Regions from separate parts of the Mustela erminea genome. Here region 2 is linked to region 1. Evidence: chromatin contacts called from public Hi-C data. All regions are on one chromosome and are shown on one strand. Each heading gives the region's core, a stretch centred on a gene start, on an enhancer-like site or on the middle of the called end of the contact. The rest is flanking DNA. Distances are from core to core; before and after follow the strand shown.

Region 1 (7,213 bases), core at 1,456-3,955:
CAATATTTTTGAATCATGCCAGTAATGCCAGTCCTTAATATAATACAATTAAACTTATATCTGGATATAAATGGGAAACAACTCTTTTACATGACAAGATTCACTCTATTAAAAACTATAAACTAGGGGCACTGGCTGGCTCAATTGGTAGAGCGTCTGACTCTTGGTCTCTAGGTTGTGAGTTCGAGCCCCACGCTGGGTGTAGAGATTACTTAAAATTAAAATATTTAAAAAACGAAACAAAATCCAAAACCCCATGTAGGCTAGAAGTGAGGGACACCCCCCCCAATTTCAACTTAAAGAACGCAAGTCACACCTTAAGAAAAATTTAGTGATCGATAAAATACCCTAAGCTAGTTTGAACTTCTTTATTTCTTCCCATCCCAGACTGATCTACTGAAAACTACACATCAGCATTACAGTACTAAGAAAAAGAAACCAAAACAAATGCAGAACCAGAATCTGCAGATACTATTTCTCACACTGTCATATCTAATGTTAAATTCTCAACATTATTAAATGCTTTTAAAAAGGAGAAAGAACTTAAAGATTCCCATCAGTGGCTTGTTTGAAACTCACTTGGTAGCAGCCTACTATTCTCCACATCCAAGTAACATAATCACGTAAATAAAGCCTAGCAATTACTACTTAAAAAAAAAAAAAAAAAAAAAGAAGACCCTTTACTAAACTGCTACTAAATTTTAAGAGTAATGTGATGAACTCAGAGCTCAGCCACTTAATTACTGTATTACTAATTCTGGAATTTACACACAAAAGTGGTGACATCAGAACACATCAGGTTCCAAAAGCAATTCCAACATTAAAGACTGGCTGGATTAAATCCTCAAAAATATTTAAGTGAGGATCCCTGCGCCGCAACACAGGCAACTCCAAAATAAAAATAAATTAAGTACCAAAGGACTGGAAGAAAAAGGGAGTACATAAAACCTGCCACTGAACCCCCAAACCACTGTCAGGTTAGCAAGTTAGGGCACTATCTCTACGGCTGCTTTAACAAGTAAGACGCCTCCATATGCTCTCCTGCCCTCTGATGAAAAACAAGCTCGAAAACGCCACAGGGCAAGCACCCCCAAGAACCTGGAGGGCACCCCTCACCCTCTCCCACGGACATCCTCATTTTAAATAACATTGGAGAAGACTAAACAGACTTGCACGTTTTCAGATTAGCCGGTTACCGATGATCCCACCTACGCAGACACCATACAAGCCAGTTAAACCCCCCAGGCCGACCGCTGCAACCCCTGGGTCTCCAGGAAAGGTGCATCCAAAGTCTTAGAACGAACAGGCCCACAAGAGACGTAATGGCGGTTAGCCTCCTGCCAGGCAACCAGTATTTAGCACAACTACTACCTATCTCCGGCCAGCAGAGCTGGAGCCCGTGTGGCTCTTACCTTCTTTCGTCTGCGCGTTGGTGATCTGCAGGTCGCAGTCGGCAGCTTTCAACTTCTCTCTCCCCATAATCTGCTTCTTTAAATCGCAGAGGGAGATGTGGAGCCCATCAAAGGTGACGGTATCATAGTTGAGTTTAGAGGAAAATTTATAATGCACACAGGACATGGTGCCAAAGGATTCCTAAGGTTCAGCGAGGAGACGTGGACACGCTCAATATATGTATATTTATAAACTTAAGAGCAAAATATGTACACACACAAAACACTCAAAAAGACACCGAAGGACCCTAAGGCCTCAGATTAAATACCCCCCCAACCACAAGCAGGGGTTCGTAAAAACAATAATCCAGAGCCCCCCCCGCCCCCCTCCCCCCGATACTCAGAAGCACTTCATACGGGAGGAAGCGGACGAGGACGGGGAAAGGGGAAATCGAGAATCCGCCAACGGGCACAATGTCACCCGGCTGGGTCCCCCTCGCTCATGCTAAGGGGCCGGCAGGAGACGGGGGGGCAGGCGGTGCAGTCAGTAGCGGTCAGTCCACACGTTAGAGTCCGAATGACCCCGCGGGGTCAGGGGTCCATAGCGAGGCCGCACCTCCCGGTTGGTCTCTCTTTCCGTGGATTGGGGTGACCCAGGCCCCGGGAGAAGGTTGGGGGAAGAGGGCCTAGGCCCGGAGTCCACGAGCGGCCTCTCGCCTCCTCCTGGCTTCCGGACGACCGGCGTCAGCTTCCCCAGGCCCAGGCCCCCCCACACGCAAACCCCTGTCGCCTGCTCCCCGGAGGCCACGAGCGGCCCGCGGCCTAGGCCAGAAACGCGCGGTCGGCGGAGGAGAGGCCTTCCCGCAGGCCGCCCCCGGCTCCGCCTCCCCCCCGCCGCCGCCGCCGCCTCGGACACAAAGCCGGTACTAGGCCTCAACTAGGCCTCGAAGCACTTCCTCACCACCCCGGGCCCCAGCCAGCGGCCGGGTGGCTTTGGCGGACCCTGGGGACGCCGCCGAGGCTCCCCGACGCTTCCTCTCGCCGTGTGCTCCGCGCTTCTCTCGCCTTTCGCTCCCGTCGCCTCTCGGCCCCGAATCGCGAGAGGAGGCCCGGAAACCGCCGGGCAACGCCAAAGGCTTCGGGGCTCTCTTTTTGTTTCGCCCCCCTGCCGCTCTCGGGCCCTCACCCAGCGCCGGCGACACCTCCAAGCCAGGCACTATGGCGGACGCGGCCTGGCTTCGGGCGAGCGCCCCACTCCGGGGTCTCTTAAGCAGGGATTGCACGGGCGGCGCGCGCGAGGCGGGGCTGGCGTGCGCGGATAGGCGGGCCGGGAGGCGGGGCCCGCGGCGTCACAAAGCGCACCGGCCCGCCCACGTGACCCCGCGCTTTGTGACTCGGAGCGCGGAACCTGAACCAGCCGGAGAACGGGAGGAACCATCTGCCTCCAGACAGAGGGGGGCGCCGCGCGGAGGGCCGGCTCACCGGGCGGCTCCGGGGCGGGGTGGTGGAGGGGAGCTCGGATTTGAGCTGCTCCGGGGCTTGTTAGTCTCCGCCGCAAATGGGGTGTCCAGGGATGGCCGGCTCACTCCGCGTCCCCGCCATCCCCACCGACTCCCCCAGTTCCAGTAAACATTATGGTTGCTATGCATTGAACTATGGTTGCTATGCAAGCGCCCCCTAGCCTCCCCTTCCGACAAACCAGCCCCCTTCAGCTCTTCCTAAGTGGAAATTCTGGAGCAGCCCCGCGCTAGAACGGACAAAACCACCCCTAGAAAGATTTCCCGAGCTCTAACTGTGGGCTAGGCCCAGGGCTGAGCCCTGTGTAACACTGCCAGGCTCTGGAGCCCAGTTGTCGTGGTTGGAACCCTAGCTGTGGAGGTCAAGATTTAACGCCTCCGTGCCTCAGTTTCCTTGGCTGTAAAGGGCAGTTTAAAATTGTACTCGGTCTACGGGTGTGTCGTGGATTAAATGAATGAATATGTTTCCATTGTTTAGGAACATGCCTGGCGTATGGTTCAGTGTGTCTCACATGTAGCTCAGTAAATGTCATTTTAACAACATCAGTAAAAACCCTAAAGTGGTCAGCCCTACCATTATCTCCGATTCATGGACGAGGGAACGGAAGCTAGCAATGGAGAATTTTCCGAATTCTCAGAATCAGGGGAATGCCTGCTTTGTAGCAGGGTCCGAAATCCCAGTCCTAATTGTAAAAGAAGGGAAATATGGCAAGACCCCCCTCAGGGGACTGGAGATTATTTTTTCCTTGGGGTATAAAGAAGTTATTATAGCATCCATAAAATTCATACTATAACAAAATTGCATTCATAAACTGTAATAATCACTATAATTTATAGTGCATTCTCCTCATCCTCTCTGGATTTTTACTGGCTTGGGCTCAGAGAAGTTAGTCACTGAGAACAAGACCACACAGCCATGATGGGGCCAAGTTTGCCTGGGACTTCCTAAATACATACACCCAATCCTTCCAGAAGGTGGTTTAAATCAATCATCACCTTGTCAGGAAAGTCTTCCTAAGGCGACTTTATTCAAATAGGATGGCCAACTTCTATCTCTCCCTCTTCCTAATTTTCTTTGAAGCATTTGTTACTACCTGACATGGTATATATTTATTTTTTAGTTTTAGCCCCCCCTCCCCATAGCTGAGAACAGGGATTTTTCTCTTTTGGTCATGCCATATACCCAGCTCTTAGAACCCCAGCCTGAATAGAGTAAGCACTCAATTAAAGGTGTTGAATAACTACATTTTTATGTGATCTATAGAAATACCATGGCAGTAAGATTTTGGCAGTGAAGGCAGCCCCGGAGACACAAATACAATTTAACTCAATCACATCATCAGCATCAGTGCTTTCCACATAAAACACATTTCTCCCACCTTTCTCTTTGGTAACTAACCCAAACGTTCCTGTCTTGGGTCCACTTCAGAATGGCTGCTTTTCTTGAAAAACCTGTGTGAACCAAGGTGGGGAAATCACATCTACCGAAATAAAAGGAGAACAGGAAAATGGGGGTATTGCATTGGTATTCACGCCTCTAAAGTGGCAAATCTATATTCTTTGATTGGTCTTTGGCTAATCCCTTCACACTTAATTCAATGATCATTTAGTCAGCCTGCTGGGACTCAAAGGAGGCCGCATCCTCAGGATCGAGTGAATTAGAGTCCTGCCAGTTATGAGTGTGTATCCTTGGAAAGAATACAGTCAGTGTTATGATTTGGTCCAGTGGTTCTCCTCAGCCAAGAGTCCTTTACGGAGTCCTTTTTGGAGCCCTCACGCTGTATCACATCCAACAGGTCAAAATTCACCCATAACCTGCATTAAATGAGGTTGTGATGGGATTTAATTCAGTCGCTTGCTTCCTGGAAAAATGTTACGTTTGGTTCCTTTCGTGAAATTCCTAACTGAATCTAAACTTTGTAAACTTCTGTTGGCGGTACAGAGTTGCCCTGCCTGCCGCTGGTCCCCTTACTCCCACGCCAATATTCGTGTAAGCCCTGGAAAAGCCTTCGGTACTGCACCTGCTTTTCCAAACTTCTTTTTGTAGCAACCCCTGAGCTCCCACCTCTTAGAATTTTAAACCTTTGTCACTGCCAAGTCCACTGTATCCTCACATCCCCAGCAAACACATTCATAGTAGATCTCCTACCTTATTTTAGTGTGCCTAAAATCTTGCCCAAGATAGCCTGCCAGTCCCCTGCAAGGCCCTGGTGTTAGTCTCCAGGCTCTGGAAGTTAGAAGGAGATCTACCCAACCCAGGTGTCTTATGCTCTTATAATCTAATCCCACCAAGTGTCCCAACAGCAGGCAAGTCACCAGATTGTGAGTCTGGCCTCCATGTTCTCAGCCCAAATTAACAAAGATAGATGGATCCTTTATAACACTGATGTATCTTCCCCAGATGGTTGATTGCCTTTATATTTTTTTTTATTTAAGAGTGAAACCTACAAAAAATTTCGCATTTTTATGTAATAAAATCCATCAGTCTTTTTTCCTCATGGTTTTTACCTTTACTTGTATGTTGTAAAAAGTAGTTCCTAGGTACTCAGCAACCACCTTAGATTTTTATTTGCTTATGTTTCCTTCCAGTTATGTATGGGCATCATGATTCTACTTTATTTTATGTTTTTAAACATTTTTAAAAAAAATTTTTATTTGACAGACAGAGATCACAAGTAGGCAGAGAGGCAGGCAGAGAGAGAGAGAGGAGGAAGCAGGCTCTCTGCTAAGCAGAGAGCCCAATGCAGAGCTCGATCCCAGGACCCTGGAATCATGACCTGAGCTGAAGGCAGAGGCTTTAAACCACTGAGCCACCCAGGCACCTGGCATCATGATTTTAAATTAAACTCTGTAATATGTTTGAATTGGTTTGTGTATAGGGTATAATATAAAGTGAAGACCATTTTCTTCCTTTTTAAATTGTGAAATATATTGTTAATAAAGGAAAAAAAGCATAAAATATGTATTTGTGGTTTGGTGCAAATTACACGTGTGTCTTCTAAGGGGAGCTTCTATCTTTTGTTTTTTAACTATTTATATTTTATGGTAATTTATGACAGATTGAATGATTTTAGTTTTTATAAGATTTTTTGCAACATTTTACTTGAAATTTTTCATCTTCTCTTCTTGGTAACATTTTACTTTTATTTATTTATTTATTAAAGATTTTATTTATTTATTTGACAGACAGATCACAAGTAGGCAGAGGCAGGCAGAGAGAGAGGAAGGGAAGCAGGCTCCCTGCCGAGCAGAGAGCCTGATGCGGGGCTCGATCCCAGGACCCTAGGATCATGACCTGAGCAGAAGGCAGAGGCTTTAGCCCATTGAGCCACCCAGGCGCCCCTACTTTTATTTTTTTTAAAGATTTATTTTTTTATCTGAAAGAGTGAGCATGAACAAGCAGGGGGAGGGGCAGAGGGAGAAAGAGAATCCTGAAGCAGACCCCCCACTGGTGGCTTGATCCCAGGACCTTGAGATCATGACCTGAACTGAAATCAAGAGTCAGCGGCTTCACCATCTGAAACATCTAGGAATCCCACTGACAACATTTGAAAGCACATTTGATTTGTTTAAAGCTAAAGGTTACAGATTGATCATATGAACTGATTTTTTGTGAGCAACCTGGTTTCCCCATTATTCAGTCATCCGCTCATTCAACACTCATTCAACTTGACGAATGAAGAAGGTTGACCATACCATATGTGGGAGATGGGGACCGATGGGATCCCCTGTGATCACTGGGGGGTTTGGAACAGTAATTTTGGAAACGACTTGGCATCCTCTTGCAAATTTGAGCATTCGTGTACCCTATGAATCAGGCATCGCACCCCTTGTTATATATACCCAAGGCAAAATTTAACCCACAGACTTGCATGAGAATTTCAGCAAAAAGCTGAAACAGCCCAAATGCCCTTGAGAGAAGAATGATGGTCTATTAGACGGTGGAGTATTATGCAATAGTGAAAAGAAAAAAAATAACAGTAGGTGTGACAACATGGCAATGGCATCTTTTTAGCTGTTCTGGAGTCAGAAAAGCAAGTCTCAGAAGCTGACATACCACACCCTTCCTATGAATTTCAAAAATAACTCAAAGCAAACAATGCATTATTTAGTGAAGCAGACAAATGTAATGCATCTGAAACTGGCGACAGGGACACACAACATTCAAGACAGGGGTCACCTCTGAGATGGCAGAATGAGACAGGTGAGGAACCCCAAGGGGCTAGGAGTTAACCGGCAGTGAGCTCGCTCTTGTGTGGGATCACAAGTAGTCACTGGTGTACTGAAAATGGACAGATAAAGAAT
Region 2 (7,213 bases), core at 3,197-5,696, 150 kb before region 1:
GAGGATTTGCCACTCAGCAGAGGGAAAGGAGAATGACAACCCAACACCAACATTCAGAAACTAGAAGGTTCAATCTAGGGGCCCACACAATAGGATCTGTACTTCCAATGTTATTAAAAGATGTAAAAATTAACATTTAAATATTTAACATTAAAATTTCATATGTTTGGTTATCTGCAGGGAATATGAAGACCTAGAATGACAGTTCTCAACTGGGGGTGATTTTGCCCCCCAGAGAACATTTAGCAGTATCTAAAGACATTTCTGAATGTTACAACTGGGAGGGAGTGCTACAGGCAGATGCTGCTGACCATCCCGCAAGGCACAGGGCAGACCTCACAATAATAAATTATCTGGCCCAAAATGTCAACAGAGCCCAAGTTAAGAAACTCTGATCTAGAAGTATCAAATGTACCTGTGGGTTCTGCCTCCTCAAAGATATTTTCAAATTTTTCAAGATGAAGAACCATGCCTCTAAAAAGAGACGATACAATATGATCCGAAGCCTGACAGCTCCTCCAAAACCAGTGATGTAGCCTCCTGAAAGTTACTTAACCTCTTTGTGCCTCAAAGTCTTCATCTGTAAAACAGGAATAATAGTACCTACCTCACACAGTGATCCAGGGCTCAGATGAGTCCATGTAAAGTCTTCAGAAAATGTGCCAGGCAGAGAGTAAGCATTCAGTACACTTACTACTTCTGTTCTTCCCCTCCCAAGTGCCTAGCCTTGCATTTGGAACATAGAAGATGCTCAAGAAATGTTTGCTAAAGGAATACAGAATACTGCCTTGATTTCCTGGGGAAAACATAAACGCTTCAAGACATACACACTCTCCTTATGTGGGAAAAAGGAAGCACAGACATAGAGATGGAGCTGAAGGCAAGCATTTGCCCACCCAATCGCACCTCTCCCTCCTTGGAACCTTTTAACCTTTAGGCAATGCTACCCTCCCACAGTCCTGATATACTGCCTTGAAACCTCCTTAAAAATTGTTGCTCCTCCTTGTGCCTGATTACCAACTGCAGTGTAGAGCTATCCTTAAATATGGAATGAGATGGTAACTTAACCCCTACACCATCTACTTTGTATTAGTTATTTATGTACATATGACAGTCTTCCTACCAGATTGTACATGCTCCCTATGGCCAGGGATGACACTGAATTCCTTTTCATACAACCCAGGGGGCCTCACACACCTTAGGAACTGACTAGCCCAAATCTCTCATTTTATAGATTACATACAGAGGCTAAGTGATTTGCCAAGAATCAAGGTCATATTGTAAGTGGCAGGGCTGGGATTCAAACTCTAATACATAACTTATATAGAGACTCTACGTTCTCTCCAACTGTAATAGCACATGAAAATTATACCTGGTAAAGGCAATTTTTAATTAAGCCCCAGAAAACCTCCATAGAAATTATACTGATATAGTTACCTAACAAAGCAAAAATGGAAGGAGAAATAGACTCCAAGCTCCCTGCTGCTGAAAATTCAATCTGTTTTCTTTAATGGTCTCATATCTTAACATTTTTTTTAAAGCTTTTGACAACAAAAATTACTAAATGTCTAAAGAACAGTTGTTTTATCAGTCATGTCAGGCTTAATTTCCTTGAACCAGTCCCCATAATTTTAAGAAATGATAATTATAAGAAAATCTCTTATTTGGTAAGCCAGTGATGCCCACCCTTCACACACTGAGAAGACTTTTTTTAAACTATCTCGTTACCAGATTAGTATCTATAAAACTCAAAAGACCAGCAATTTGGGATGATTTTATATGGTGAAAAATATTCACATGATTTGAACTGAGTGTTATTAACCTCACCCTAAACGTAAAACTTACAATCGTGAAGGACAAACTACATTTAAGACTTAAGATAGAGGAGAGATTTTATTTTATCCTGTCCAAGTGAAAAAGAAAGCTGCTCACTGATAAGGTTCATCCAGAAGTTTCTCTGAGTTTCCCCATATGATTCGAAAGAAAGCGGCCAATAAAGACAAGACCGTAGGAAAATGAATTTGAAAAAGAGTTAAATATAATGCAATGCTCTGATGCTTTAAGCAGTTACAGCTCGCTAAAGATAATCCTTTCCACAAAGGCTACGTTTAAAAATAAAAAAAAACTCCCTTTGTGGTGGAGATTTAAGTTACCAGTGCAAAAACACTCAGGCCCAGCAGAAACGATAAGCATTTAATGGGAACAGATTTTTTAATTATTTTACCAGTTGATAAAAAGAGCACACACCGAACACAGACACAAATGTAGTTTCAAAAGAAAACAAAACGCAGTTTATGCTCGGTAAAGTTCAAGGGCAAAACTGTTTCCAGTGCAACAGAATCTGCCTGACTACAATGTGTTGGGGGGAAAAAAATGCGAACATAGTATCTTCTTATAAAGGCAACAATTTGAGTTACAAAGTAATAACGGGGAAGCCAAAACAGTTTGACAGCCCGCCATAAGGGCCGCCTCAATCATGAGTCACACAATGCCTGCAACCATTTACAATAGTAATTAATGCACAAGTCCCCTAATTAAATTCTAAAAGGTTGAGAATGCTTTAACTAAGTTTACAAGAATTGCTTTTCGCTGTTTTTTCTTCCCCCAAAGAAAAGAACACACGCGTAATTACGCATCTCCCCGCAATCCCTCCATACAATATTCCCTCCGGCCTCTTCTCCCGAATGCCTATTCCCTGCGTGCGAAAAGAAAATGACACGGGGGAACTTCTAAACCCAGAAAGGACGAACCAGAGTGGAAATACACGATTAATGGGGCGACAGACGGAAGCTCGCCCATCTTACCTGCTAAGATTCCTTTCTACGTCTTTGGTAGCTTTAGCTTCCAATTCTCTGCAAGAGAAAAGAAAAGAGAGAGAGAGAGAGAGAGAGAGATGCGCGTGAAAACGGAGCCGCTGCGGCAGAGGCTCGCGCCGGGGCGGATGGGGGAGGGGAGGGGAGCCCGGGGGTGCTCACAAAGCTGCGGGGCTGCAGCCCGGACTGCGGGCAGGAGGCGCGGGCGAGCCGCAGCCCCCGGCCCGGCCCTAGCGGCGCAGCGCGGCCCCTCCGGGCCTCCCGCCCGGCCTCCGCAGCGGCGCCCCTACACCCCCCCCCACAGCCGGGGCCCGAAGTCTCGGGGACGCCCGCCGCCGCCGCTGCCGCCGCCGCCGCCGCCGCCGCCGCCTGCAGTCGCGGGCCCTGCGGCAGCGCCCCAGGCTCCTCCCGCCTGGAGGGAGGCCCCCGCCCCACTCACCTCATGTGTGTAAAGTGCACGAGCAAGTGGGGCGCGGCGAGTGAGGCTCGCGAGCCTCAAGCCCTCCGCAGCGCCGCGGGGAGAGGCCCGAGCCGCTGCACCAGCGCCATTTTCTACACCGACCCGCTGCCGCCGCCGCCGCCACCGCCGCCGCCGCAGGCCCCAGACCGGAAGTGAATGCCCTGTTCGGCAACCCCTTCCGGGGCCGCCGCGGCCACCGGCCTCAAGATGGAGGCCCTAGCAACTAACCCCGCAGCCGGGGCAGGCCCTTGGCAACCACCCGGGTGCGGCTAGCGGTCGGCCGCCGGACCTCCCTGAGGGGAGCGTCACCGCCTCCGAGGCGTCTTGCACAGCGGCTGGGGGCCCGCCGAGCCCCGGGCCCAGCCTCCGTCGCCGCGGCCGGCTGCGATCCGACTGGAGTCCCGCCCCTCCTCCTTCTCCTTCTTTGCTGCGACACAAGTTTCCTTCCCTGCCGCCCGGCCCCTCCCCCACCGAAACACACCAAAAAAGAAAAAAAAAAAAAAAAAAAAGGGCTAAACCGCAAATTCTACGCCTGCCGCAGCAAGATGAGCTCGCGCGGCTTTTGAAATCCGGCACTTGTAATTATTTTTGACCTTGGGCCAATTATTTAACCTCTCTGCTCCTCTGCTTCCTCCTCAGGTAAAGAATGCATACCTGAGGCGGACTGTGAGGCTTAAAAGCGATTTTTATCCACCGAATTTTGCAGACCGTTTGACTCAGCAATTCCCCCTGGCATGAATTTCTGTTCCGAAAACAATCCCGGACATCGACAAATATTTCACCGTCAACATGTTAAGTCCCGGGGATGAGGACGGTGAAAAATTTGTAAACGTCCAAAATGTCCAACACTCCGAGGTGGCTTTAAAAACTGAGTTACTGGCGTGCGTTAGGGTACTGCAAAAATGATGGGGAAGAAGAGGAACGGCGTGGGGGAGAGTGGTTACAATAGAGTAAGTGAAAAAGCGGTTCCAAACTCGCTTCCACGGTAGGAAACATGTAGCTACAATACGATACAGACGTGGAGTAAAGGAAAAATATCGAAGTGTCCATGGGGGAGTCATACATACCTACAGGTAGATACAGCAATATACTTGCACGTAGATACAATAAGATACATGTGTTCCTGTGTATATGTGGATCTTCTTTCCGTCCTCTCCAAAAGCCTTTTTTTTTTTTTTTCCCTCCTAATCAAAAGATGATCCCGCCTTTGGATGCTTAAAATCCATTCCTTCGGGACCTCACTCTAAGGATCATCCTGTTTTCCTCTTTCTAAACTAAGTCTTTCTTTCCATGGGATTTCAAACATGCCCAAATCTCCCGCATTAAAAAAACAAAACCTCCCTTCACTGCCCGGTTCTTATCCTCTCTGAGGGAGATGTGTAATAAATAGGTTAAAGAATAAATGAAAGAATGCACAGAAAGTCCTAAAGCACATGCACCAAAATGTTAACTGATGGTATTCAGCGGATTTTAATTTTATCTGGCTTTTTTATTTTGTTTCATTTTTATACAATGAGCATGTTAAAACACCCCCCCTCCCCCCACGCACACACACAAAATTTTTAAAAACCAGGTTTATAGGAGTGCCTGGCTTGTTCACTTGGTGGAGCATGTGACTCTTGATCTTGGGGTTGTAAATTGGTGTCCCACATTGAGTGTAGAGATTAAAAAATAAAATTTCTTTTAACAGAGGGCCAGAGGGAGGAGGGAAGGACAGGGGGAGAGAGAAAATCTTAGGTAGGCTCCAAGCCCAGCACTGCGTCTGAGATCATGACCCCTGCTGAAATCAAGAAAACAACACTTAACCGACTGAGCCATCTAGGCACCCCAAAAATAAAATCTTAAAAAAAAAAACGTCATGTGGGGCGCCCGGGTGGCTTAGTCAGTTAAGCATCAGATTCTTGATTTTGGCTCAGGTCATGATCTCCGGGTCCTGATCTTGGGGGCCTGGAATTAAGTCTTTTTGGGACTTCCTCCTCAGTGGGGAGCCTGCTTCTCCCTCTCCCTCTGGCTCTCCCCCTGCTTGTGCACTTCCTGTCAAATAAAGTGTTAAAAAAAAAAACAGATTTACACAACGTGAAATGAAAGGGCACCAAATAAATGCTAAGTGACTTCTTTTCTGGCCATCATCGCTAAGGTCCATACATAGATATATTTGGTTTGGGTTTTGTTTTTTTTTTAATGGTTCTTTCTACTTGAAATGTTAAAAATTATATCATTTTTTTAGAAGTTAGAAGATATGAACATGTGTGTATAGCACAGTGTGCTTTCATGCCAGGTTTATGAATAATTTTCCATGACAGCATAACACCATAAAAACTATTTATCAGTATTTACAGAGCTGTTAAGATTAGCTGATTTTTTTAAAAGATTTTATTTATTTATTTGACAGACAGAGATCACAAGTAGGCAGAGAGGCAGGCAGAGAGAGAGGAGGAAGCAGGCTCCCAGCTGAGCAGAGAGCCCTATGCAGGGCTTGATCCCAGGACCCTGAGATCATGACCTGAGCCAAAGGCAGAGGTTTAACCCATTGTGCCCCCCAGGAGCCCCATGATTTTTTTTTTTTTAAATTAAACTTACTTAGGTTTGAATAACCTACTGGTTGTCCATTGGGACATATAGCTATGCCTGGTTTTTGGTTGTCATAACTGGATGCTACTGGTATCTACTGGGTAGAAGTCAGGGGTTCTGCTAAACATCCTACAATGCAAAGCACAGCCCCACAATACAAGAGTATCTGAACCAAAATGCCATTAGCACCTAAGATTGGGAAACCGTAGAACTAATTCCCAGCCCCAGGGAAGTTGAGAAGGTAGGATTTCTTGGAGATCTTTCCAGTGTGATTTGACATAACCCCTCCAGGGCTGCCTTATGAAGCCATGCTAATCACTTTTTAATGAGCTCTTATGCATAGAGATAGATCAAAGAAGAATGACCTTGTAAGACCAGCAGGGATTCCTTATCAGTAACCTTCTAAGGAATGTTGTCTTCTTATTATCATTTCCCTTTACTGAAAAAGTAGTCTCTCTTTCTATTTCGCATTATCATACATATTCTGGTAACTTCCATTTAAAAAAAAATATTTAACACAATGAGCACTGACTAACATATAGAATTGTTGAATCAGGGGTGCCTGGGTGGCTCACTCGGTTGAGCATCTGCCTTCCGCTCAGTTCATGATCCCAGTGTCCTGGGCTGGAGTTGGCATAGAGCTTCCTGCTCAATAGGAAGCCTGCTTCTTCCTCTCCCACTCCCCCTGCTTGTGTTTTCTCTCTCTCTCTCTCTCTCTCTCTTTCTCTCTCGATATGTCTCTCTCTATCCAATAAATAAAATCTTAAAAAAAAAAGAATTGTTGAATCATTACATTGTATATGTATATTAACTATACGGGAATTAAAATTTAAAAAAAGAAAACACACAAAACAGGGCAAAGGGATAGTTAAAATGGGTGAAGGGGATTAAGAGTACATGTATCATGATGAGTGCTGAGTAATGTACATTACTCAGAACTGTTGAATCGAATCATATTCTACACCTGATACTAATATAACACTGTATGGTAATAATACTTTATTTCAAAGAAGATATATGTTCAAATGATTTTTTTTTAAGATTATTTATTTGACAGAGATCTCAAGTAGGGGGAGAGGCAGGCAGAGGGAGAGAGAGAGAGGAGGAAGCAGGCTCCCTGCTGAGCAGAGAGCCCGATGCGGGGCCGGATCCCAGGACCCTGAGATCAGGACCTGAGCGGAAGGCAGAGGCTTAACCCACTGAGCCACCCAGGTGCCTTCAAATGATTTTCTTAAAAATGTTTCTTGCTCCTCACATGGAGACATGGGTTATTTCTTTGAATGGATTTGCAGACCATTCTGAAATTCATGTAGACAATTTTCTTAAAACAATAAAGATGTTAAAGTAAAGTAAACAAATAAAACAACAA

What was found. Hi-C and Micro-C count contacts between places; a contact is called where the count stands out from the background.
Region 2: a Hi-C map of spleen shows a contact between it and region 1, with 2.3 times the contacts expected there. The contact joins the promoter of TNRC6A here to the promoter of RBBP6 in region 1. A contact is called at or near these places in 2 of 3 Hi-C or Micro-C datasets (skeletal muscle and spleen).

Annotation. Positions count from the first base shown.
Region 1 is chr20:6,447,886-6,455,098 of mMusErm1.Pri, reverse strand. RBBP6 (E3 ubiquitin-protein ligase RBBP6) reads right to left here and starts at 2,705. Exons shown (of 17, transcript XM_032326883.1): 1 at 1,413-2,705. The coding sequence starts at 1,578.
Region 2 is chr20:6,602,919-6,610,131 of mMusErm1.Pri, reverse strand. TNRC6A (trinucleotide repeat-containing gene 6A protein) reads right to left here and starts at 4,446. Exons shown (of 25, transcript XM_032328434.1): 1 at 4,341-4,446; 2 at 2,805-2,852. The coding sequence starts at 4,390.